2 separate regions of the Mus musculus genome follow, and region 1 is linked to region 2. Evidence: chromatin contacts called from public HiChIP or PLAC-seq data. All regions are on one chromosome and are shown on one strand. The core of a region is the stretch at or near the end of the contact, and the rest is flanking DNA. Distances in the headings are between cores, read along the strand shown.

What was found. HiChIP or PLAC-seq counts read pairs in DNA pulled down with a chosen protein or histone mark.
Region 1: an H3K27ac HiChIP or PLAC-seq map of embryonic fibroblasts shows a contact between it and region 2, with 14 read pairs. The contact joins the enhancer-like site here to the promoter of Vps53 in region 2. A contact is called at or near these places in 6 of 39 promoter capture datasets (the 3T3-L1 cell line, embryonic stem cells, macrophages and 1 more), 1 of 15 datasets of contacts at CTCF or cohesin (the NIH/3T3 cell line), 11 of 484 Hi-C or Micro-C datasets (the 3T3-L1 cell line, 3T3-L1-derived adipocytes, the AML12 cell line and 8 more), 5 of 115 datasets of contacts at active chromatin or transcription factors (bone marrow-derived macrophages, embryonic fibroblasts, embryonic stem cells and 1 more) and 3 of 9 other capture datasets (adipose tissue, liver and pancreatic islet).

The regions. Positions count from the first base shown.
Region 1 is chr11:76,118,108-76,122,982 of GRCm38.p6, reverse strand. Vps53 (VPS53 GARP complex subunit) reads left to right here. Exons shown (of 22, transcript NM_026664.4): 8 at 1,387-1,465. Among named protein-coding and RNA genes, the nearest start is that of Gm46252, 30 kb to the left of the region's middle. Within about 2 kb of position 2,097, at least 49 of the 459 cell types and tissues checked have an H3K27ac peak or open chromatin away from gene starts, as enhancers often do. A contact at or near this core is called in embryonic fibroblasts, where this site is marked.
Region 2 is chr11:76,178,006-76,183,054 of GRCm38.p6, reverse strand. It overlaps Vps53 (VPS53 GARP complex subunit), which reads left to right and starts at 3,417. Exons shown (of 22, transcript NM_026664.4): 1 at 3,417-3,642. The coding sequence starts at 3,556. It also overlaps a transcript of Tlcd3a not described here.

The DNA.
Region 1 (4,875 bases), core at 848-3,347, 59 kb after region 2:
AATATAAACTCTTCTATAGGAATGGTTTGGAACATTTGAAGATAGTGGAAAAACCCTGGAAAGTATTTGGAATCAGGCATGATTATAACTGTGCCACAGGAAGAAACTGAGTGTTCTGGGTCATGCCTATCCTCTCGTTAAAAATAAAATCTCAGCCCCTTGCCAGGTTCTCCTAAGTAGCCAAAGAAATTGTGGTTTCAAGTTCACTATTGCTAGAAACTTTGTAAATCAATCCAGAAGTTTCAGGGTGGAGTCCAAGAAAGGAGGCATGCTGTTTCATGGTGCTTTTAGCAAAGCAAGTCTTTACCTCAGGCTCAGGGAAGTTCAACAGCTGCTCAAGAGCCTCACTCTTTAGCTCTGTTTCTGGCTGGGACAAGCCAGGTATCATGAGGCGAGGCAGCTGTCAGGACAAGGAGGACATGACATGATCACAGTGCTTGCTGATGCGCACGTCCTGTTTCACTCCAGCACTGTCTCCTTCCCCTTCATCCACCATTCATGCTGCATCGTTCCTGATCACCCTGCAATCCTGCAGACACCATCAAGAACCAGCCCACCCCATCCTTCTGCTTAGTTTTCCTTACAGTTCAGTTTTATTCTCTTGAAGTTAAATCTTCATCCAGTGCCTATTGCTTGTTTTGCCTGTCTTGTTTTGTTTTGCTTTGTGAGACATGCTCTTATGCATCTCACTCTGGCTTTGAACTTGTGATCCTCTGCTTCTACCTTTTCAGTGCTGGGATTATGCCCTTCGAAGTTAATAATGCCCTTCACTTACAAAGAACCGTTCACTGGTCATCTCGCTCTTTTTTCTTTTACCTTAGAGAACACTCTTTTTGTTGTTTTAAAGTATTTTAAAAATTAACATATTATATTAAAATATTATGAAAAGCAAATATAAACCACACTGAAACAGTCTGAAGCACTCTTCTAAGCCTGTGTCCCACAGAACAGGAAACAGTTGTTCCAGTGACACAATAGGTTTGTGTTTGGTCAGGCTGCTGTTATATTTCCATGAAATGTTATACACGTTCAATCTAGATACCTCACAGTAGGGAAGAGTGACCTAGAACTGTGTCCTGAAGGGCTGGCAGTATGCTCAGTGACAGAGCACTTGCCTCCCATGCCCAAGGCATAGGTTCAATCCCTAGCACTAAAACTAAAAATAAAAAATAAAAAAGTAAAATAACACATCCTGAAATGCTGATCATAACCCTGCTTCTGTGTGATATCTCTTTCCCAGCTGTCTATACCTTTTCATTCCCAGGTAATTACCTGCACAGACATAGAGACCGCCATAGTTCCTGACCCTGTGGGTCCATGCACACTTGTATATGAGGATTTGAAAATGGCGCCAGTCATTAATACAGTCCCTTCTCCCTCCCACAGGGTGAAGGCTGCACAGACAGAGTTAGGACAGCAAATCCTGGCTGACTTTGAAGAAGCATTTCCTTCGCAGGGTACCAAGGTATTGGTTTGTATTTTGCCTCTGATATTATCACTGTGTTCACACTCCCTGCAGGGAGAATGAGGTACCCGAGTGATAACTCATGTTGTATCACCCACAAGTGTTGGCTGGCACAGGCCAAGGGTCTGCCGACTCAGATGAGCCTGTTTTATGTGTCTTGATACAATGCCGATTGTTTGTCTGTCCTTCTAGCATCAGAAAGAGGACTCAGGCCAGGAATGTTGGTTGGTAGAATACTTACCTAAGCATGCCTGAGGCCTGGGTTTGATCATTAACCCCAAATAAGTTGGGTGTGGTGATTCACGTCTGTAATCCAAGCCCTAGGAAGGTGGAGGCAAGAGAATCAGAGTTGGAATTCATCCTTTCCTACATAGTGAGTTTGAGGCAACCTGGGCTACATGAGACCCTCTCTCTGGGAAAAATAAATGGGCATTCATTTGGTTTAATTTAATGTGTGTCAAGTCTTGTAGCTTGTCTGCCCAATAAACTCACTCCCCCCACCCACATAGCTGTGTGTTTTTTTTTCTTTTTAAAAAAAAAAAAAAAAGAACCAAACAAACAAACTTTAAACCCTAATGTTCTTAGGATTGTTACATAACACTGGTTTTGGTTTGGTGAAAAGACAACTGGGAGGCATGTCTGGGAGCTTATGTAACTCTCATGACAGAGTCCAGAGACTCACTTTTAATGATGGGAATCCTTGTCCCTGGGATTTTCGAGCTCGCTGGTGGTGGAGTTGTCTCTGTTGTGTCTGTGAAGCCTACAGGCTTCGCCTGGGAGCTGCTGGGTCCATGTCTCACTCGGGCTCCCCTCCCCTGGCTGTCACTGTGCTGCTATTAGCCCCATCCTTCACACTGCAGCAGATGTCATCTTAATGCTTTGCATGTGTCGGGTAGGACAGAACCCGCAGAGGCTTGTTTTCTCTATTATTTGAGCTATTTCAAGAGAAAGCATTGTTGAAGGCAGAAGTGAAGCAGAGCACCCGGCCAGCAGCATTCCTCGGCTAGCCACATTCCTCTCCGGGCTTTGTGGGTGGAGATGGGGATGGATATACATTCGCTTGGGAGCCAAGGAGCATTTCCTGAATCTGCTCTGTAATTCAATAACTGGAAATATCTTAATCGCTTTCCCTCTGTGCTACATTTGAGGAAATAGGTGGGGATGGCAGCCCTGGCTTTGAGATTGCTTTCTATAGACCAGCTCCTGACCTTACCGCCTTCGTGCTTTGCAGCTGACTGCCAGGAATATGATGATTTGTGAGGCCTTTACTTGGAGACCCTCATCTCGCTGGTCACCTGATGTGACTCAGGAAAGGAAGAGACTGGAAAGCCATGTTCTCGTTGGCCCTATAGGAAAAGGGAATTCTGAGAAGCAGAAAGAGGGTGCCTGGCTAGTAGCTACTTTTTCAAGTTAGTGGCTAGGTTTGAACAGTTGTCTTCCTAGGCGACTGCCTTTCTGTGTTCTCTGCTCCATCCCATTGCACGATGCTTCAGAAGGATACGAGTGAAGATTGTCTTACTGTTTGCCCATCATCTAGCTATGGCCCTTCTACTCTCTCTCCTAGGTCCCAGTTGAGTATGATGTTAAAAGGATTTGTTGGCTTTATTACCTTTCCTGGCTGTTTCCTGATGGGGAATTGTTAAAAGTTTTCTTTTTCCATTTTAAAAGGCTATTGATTTTTTTCTACAAGTCCTTGCAATACTAATTTACAAGGTTTGCAAAGTCGAACCAAGAATTTTTTTAAAGTATTGATTGGTGGGTATGCCTACCACCCCAGCATCCTGGAGATTGAAGCAGAAGGATCATGAGTTAGCTTGGACTACACAGTGAGTTCTAGGCCAGTGTGGACTGCACAGGAGATATACCCTATGAGTGGATCTCTGAGTTCGAGACCAGCCAGGACTACACAGAGAAATCTTGTCTCAAAAAAAAAATTTTTTTTTTTTAAGAAAATAAAGTGTCCAAGTGTGGTAGTTTGAATAAGAGTGGCTCCCATAGGCTCATGTGCTTGAATACTGTTCCCCAGTTGGTAGAAATGTTTTGAAGGATTAAGAGGTATGCCAGTTTTGTGGTTTTAGGAGGGTTTTGTGGTTTCAAAAGCTAGCACTGCTGGACGTGGTGGTGCACGTCTTTAATCCCAGCACTCGGGAGGCAGAGGCAGGCGGATTTCTGAGTTCTAGGCCAGCCTGGTCTACAGAGTGAGTTCCAGGACAGCCAGGGCTATACAGAGAAACCCTGTCTCGAAAAAATCAAAACAAAACAAAACAAACAAAAAAAAAGCTAGCACCATTCCTGGATCTCTCTGTCTCTCTGTCTCTGTCTCTCTCTGTCTCTCTGTCTCTCTGTCTCTCTCTGTCTCTCTCTCTCTCTGCCTCCTACTCTTGGATAAAGATGTAAAGTCTCAACCACTGCCCCAGTGCCTGGCCTGCCCAGCTGCTGCTGGACCCATGGGCCCCAACAAACTCTTTGTTCTAGGCATTGCCTTGGTTAGAGTGTCTCTTCACAATAGACATGTAACTAAGACAACCAAGGTACTCTAGTAAATGCTCTGTAAAGAAGAGAGTTCGAGCCCCTGCGCCTCGAGGTGTTGGTCTCCAGGACTTGTTAGTGAGCTGACACATTTTCATCCTGAAGCCAGAGTTAAACATTCAGTATATCCAGAGATCAGCAGAGCAGCCATTTAGAATGGAGCAGGTAATTGTAACAGTTTGGGCTCAGGCCCCTTGAGTGACACCTGCACGTTAGTCGAGACTTACAGAATGGACAGAAACAATGAGGAGAGCTTCAGAAGAACTTACGCTCATCCTGACTCAAGTCCATTGCTTTTTGGGTAGAGTTGAGTAATGTCTCCCAAGCCATCAGGCTAGCTTGCTAAACCAAGAGGTTCTAAACCTCTCTGTACTGTAGGGACCATGGTCAGCAGTATGTCCAGGATGTACTGGCTGGTCCGTAAGATCTAGTTGCATTGGTAGTAAACAAGGCCTTCTTAGCTGCTGTATCCTGACAGCCTCTCCCACATCAACTCTTCCGGTCATGGAGCCATTACCATAATTACTTCACCTTTGGCTGGCTGTGTGATTGGCCATCAGTGAAACAAATCAGTTTAGAACCTGGACGTGCTTTTTAAAACCATCACTCTTTTTGACACAAATATACCTCATTAAGAACAGGAATGACAGTTGGGCATGGTAGTGCATGCCTGTGATTCCAGGACTTAGGAAGTTGAAGGAAGAGGACCCTGAGTTTGAAGCCAGTCTGGGCTACATAGCAATGTCTTGTCTCAAGGCAGACAGGAAGGCAACAGCACAAGCAAACAATACAATAGGGTCCTGGGAAGGTCGGAAGCAGGAAGAAGTGGCACTTGTGAGTGTCACTGCCTTTTGGACCCTTCGATAGAATCTGTTGTCATT
Region 2 (5,049 bases), core at 2,168-4,667:
AAACTCTTTTCAAGTCTTTTCTTCCCTATGGCTCTGCACATATTGTTACTTGGGTTTGTCATGCCTTCTCTTCCGAATTGCTTCAGCTTAAAAATCACTCTCTTGGAGAAAGCTTCCCCAGGGGCATTCCGCACCCACACTCTCTCAGTGTGCACTGTCCTGACCTAGCTTGGGACTTATCACGATTACATCTTTATTGTATGAATGCCATCTCCTTACATGAAGTTAGATGTGATGACAGGCGTTTGATGTATCTGGTTCTTTGCTGAATTCAGCACCGAGCATAGGTGCCTGTCATCAGCAGGAACAGGTGTTGAATACATTTATTAATTGAGTGAAGGAGCAACAGAAGCCAGAGGGTCTAGGGTGCTTGGTTTGTTTGAACCAGCTCTCCATTCTCTCATCTGTTAAATTGGGATTATGGTAATTAAACTCTGGAACTGCTTTGTGGATTAAGAGTCAAGGCTGTAGTATGCTTGGTATGTACATGACATATAGCAAGCATTAGGAAACATTAGCTATTATCACCATTAAAAGGAAACTCTGAGTATCTGAAACTCTTAGACACTGTCAGTAGGAATGTGAAAATAACACCCTTCCTTATAATTGTAAACACAGACAGACCATACCACTTAGCAATCTTACTCCTAGGCATACACTTAAGCGAATGAAAAACTTACAGAAAACTTTAGACAGGAACGTTTATAGCAGCTTTATTCACAACGTCTCAGAATTTAAAACAACTCGGATGTTTTCCAAATCACCTAGTAGATAGACAAATCAACGGAGCAAGAAACAAACTGATGGCACAAATAATAACACAGATGAATCACAGATCCACGATGCTAAGTGAGAGAAGACAAGAGTCAAAAGGTGACATGCTGTAGGACTCCATTCCTGGAGAATTTATATGACATTCTGGAAAACTCAGCCAGTGATTTGCAGACAATAGAGTGGGTGTGAAGGAGGGGATGATGGAAGTGTCTCCGCCGGACTGTGCTGTGCTGACACGATGACAACATGCATTTATCAAAGCTCATGTACAGCACTGGAAACCGGAAACGGCTAATCTCACTGCATGCAAATTCTATCTAATTTAAAATAGAAAAATAAGGCACGATAAAACTGCACATTCCTGTTCCTTCAAGAATGATACACATGCTTTCCTCTCTCTCTCTCTCTCTCTCTCTCTCTCTCTCTCCTCTCACTCTACCCCGCTTTCACCTTTCAGCTTTACCTTATTTTTATCTCTTAATTCTTCGTGTATGGGTGTTTTGCCTGTATGTATATGTGTAGACCGTGTGCATGCCTGGTGTCCAAGGAAGCTATAAAAGGGTGCTGGCTCCCTTGGAACTGGAGTTACAGACTGATGTAAGCCACCATGTGGGTGCTGGGAATTGAATCCAGGTCGTCCGGGAGATCAGCCAGTGCTCTTAACTGCTGAGCCATCTCTCTGTCCCCTTTATTTTTAAATTATGTATATGTGCATCTTGTGTGTGGGTGTTCCTGGAGGGGATGTCTGATGCCTTGGAGCTGGAGTTCCACGGTGGCCAGCTGCTCAATGAAGGTGCTGGAAACTGAACTTAAGTCCTGGATCCTCTGGAAGAACAACAAGCATCTTTAATGGCTCAGCTATCTTGCCAGCCTTTGTTTTTTGATTTTTAAGACAGAATTTCATTACATAGTCCAGCTAGCCTCAAACTCTCCATCTTTCTGCTTCAGGTCCCAGAATCCTGGTATTTATAGGCATGTGCCACCACATCCAGACAGCACCTATGGTTTCTGATAATAAAAGTACCATATGGAGAAAAAAAAAAAAAAAAGCTGGGCAGTGGTGGCGCATGCCTTTAGTCCCAGCACTTGGGAGGCAGAGGCAGGCAGATTTCTGAGTTCGAGGCCAGCCTGGTCTACAGAGTGAGTTCCAGGACAGCCAAGGCTACACAGAGAAACCCTGTCTTGAAAAACAAACAAACAAACAAACAAACACAAAAAAAAGTACCATATGTTGATTGTAGATGTGTGGGAAAATAAAGAAAAAATATATTTCCCTGTCATTTGCTTTTGGTTGAGACAGTACATTTTCCTTATCCACCTACTCTTCACCTTCCAAGTGTTGGGATTATAGGCTTGTACCATCACACCCAGCCAATTTTGCTCTCAGAAATAAATATTCTGCTTTCTGAAATACACTGTGCATATATCGCTATGTCATTAAATAATTGTCAAAATAATACTTTTATGAGTCAATAATATATGTGTGGAGGTTAGAGGGTAACTTGTGGAAGTTAGAACTCTCTTATCAACATGTGGGTTCGATGGATGAATTCAAGCATCAGGCTTGAGGGCAAATGCTCTACTGGCTGAGCCATCTTGATGTCTCTCACAGTCCTCCTGCAATTATATTTTAAAGCATTCTTTTGTTGCTGTTGCTAAAACTTATACTACTCACACATTTTTGGGGGGCAAACTAAAACAACAATAAAATTCCATTCCTAAAACTATAATGTTTTTTAAAAACTAAAAAAAAAAAAGCAAATTATATTATTCCTGAAGCAATTTTTATAAAACTATATGTACGGAAAAAAAAAAAAAAGTTCAGCAGGGCCAGATACTCCTCTGTCGAGGTTTTCACAATGTTGAACTGGTAAGGCAACCCTTCCCTTGGCTGCAATTCCATCATTGTTCCAGTGCCTGCTGGAAAAGCGGTTCCACAGGGCTATCTGGCTCCTCTTTTTGTAATGTACGCGGCTAAACACCCTAACATTTCCTGTACTACCTGCCTAAGTTTGCATAATACTTCCATATTTAATGTCACCCCATCTAACGTAGTGTAAGCAGGGCAGATGGGAATACTTTGTTCAAGATCATAAGGTTATCAAGGGTGTAAATAAGGATGTACAGCCCGGACATTCGGTCTCAAAAACCAAACACTTCCCAGCGTTGGGTCGCTTTTCTCCTTACTCCCCACCCTAGCGAGGAGGCTTCAGACAATTCTGCCCAGTAGATCCTTATCTAAGGAGCAGAAGCTCTCCCAAACCTCAAATGTCTTTGGCAACACTGCCACTTACCAGCTGGGGTCATTTCACTCCCGATGGCAGGGGGACACAGACTGCCCTAGACCAAGGGGATCCAGCGAGCGGGTTGCACGTTGGCTTCATGGCCAGCGGGGCTTATTGCCCATCCATTGGGACACTGCCGTGGCTACCGCTCTCTGGGGCGCCCGGGCGACACTACGGCGCTGGTGGGGGATGCGCCCTGGGCGAAGAAGAGAGGGCTTTCAATCTTAAGAACCCGCCGCGTGCGAACAGGGAACTTGAGGTTAAGGGTTGTCTGGAGATTTTCCAGGGACTTGACAGCCATGCCTGCGGAAGTCAGTCCTCCGCTATCCCAGAGTCCCCCGGTTCCCGGAAGTGCCCAGTTCTCCGGAAGTGCCAGGCTAGCCGAGTAAGTAGCGGCTCCCTCGAGCCCCGTACCTGGAGGCTTGCTCTTCTGGGGTCCTGGTGACAGACAGGTCGCGAGCAGGATTGGAGAGGGCGTCGGGGGCTGAGCGGCGGGATGATGGAGGAGGAGGAACTGGAGTTTGTGGAGGAGCTGGAGGCTGTGCTGCAGCTCACGCCAGAGGTGCAACTCGCCATCGAGCAGGTGAGCGCTCCACCCCCTCGGGAGGAAGCTGCGGTGGAAGGGGCAGCTCTAGGCCAGGGTCGAATCTCCCCTGCTAGGCTGGAAAGGTGGCGGTTCTTATGCTGAGCGGAAGTCTGGATGGTGGTAAAGGTGGGGATGGGTTTTTCAGCCTGGGGACCGAACACGTCTTCTCTAGGCTCTGTGTTTCCGAGGTTGTTACGCCCTGCTGAGTTTGGGCCGAGCTGTCCTCTTTGACAGGATAAACCTAGAGGGAGCCCCGTGACTAGAGAATTCGGATTATGGTTGATTTTAAGACTCTATTCATTTTCCAGCTAGTGCGGCTTCTTCCATTTCTCTGGTTAAACTCTTGGAGTGGTTTGGAATTGGCAGTGGGATACTTCCATTGCGGAAACGAATGACAGAATAGGGTTGTGGGGCGGCATACTGGAAAATGACCCTTGTGCTGGTGTGCGCGTGCGCGCGCACTTGACACTCGCTGGAGTCATCTGGGAAAAGGAAGCCTCAGTTGAGAATTGCTTCCATCAGATTGGCCCACGGGCAATCTGTGGGGGCATTTTCTTGGTTGATGCTGTAGAATGGCCCAGCCCACTGTGGGAGGTACCACCCCTGGGCAGCAGGTTCTGGATTGTATAGAAAAGCAAGCTGAGCAAGCCATGGAAAGCAAGCCAGTAAGTAACATTCCTTCGTGATTTCTGCTCCATTTCCTGGCTTGGCTTCACCTGATGACGACATACTATAACCTGTAATCCAAATAAATTATTTACTTTACAAGTTGTTTTTGGTCATGCTGTGTTATCACAGCAATGTAAAGCAAACTAAGACAAATCTGTACCATAACTAAAAGACTGAGGGCTAGTGAGATAGTTCAGTGGGTAAAGGCACTGTGCCACCAAGCCTGCTGACCTGAGTCTCTTCCCCAGGATCCTCAAAATAGAGGGAGAAAACTACTCCTGGACAAAACACACATACACATGCACACGTCTCCCCAACCTCTGGTCTACAAAGTGAGTTCCAGGACAGCCAGGGATACACAGAGAAACCTGTCTTGAAAAACAAAAAAATAAAGTATTAATGGTCCATATATGCTAATTATTAGTAGTAGAATTATTTTACTTGGGCTACCTTCCCAATAGCCATTAAATGAGACACACTCTTTCTTTCCTTTCTTTTTTATTAGTATTGGAGGTTGAACAAATCCTTGGCACATGAGATAAGTGTCTTACCACAAAGCAATATCCATAGCTCCTAATGTGCTTCTTCTTACACTATAACCCCATGTCAGTTCCCTTAAGGAAGATCTTTCTCCCTCTATCAACAAAACCTTACAAAAACCTACACAGTTACTTCTAATATTATGACCATACATCTTAATATAGTTGACAGGAGACTTTAGTCAACAAAAAACTT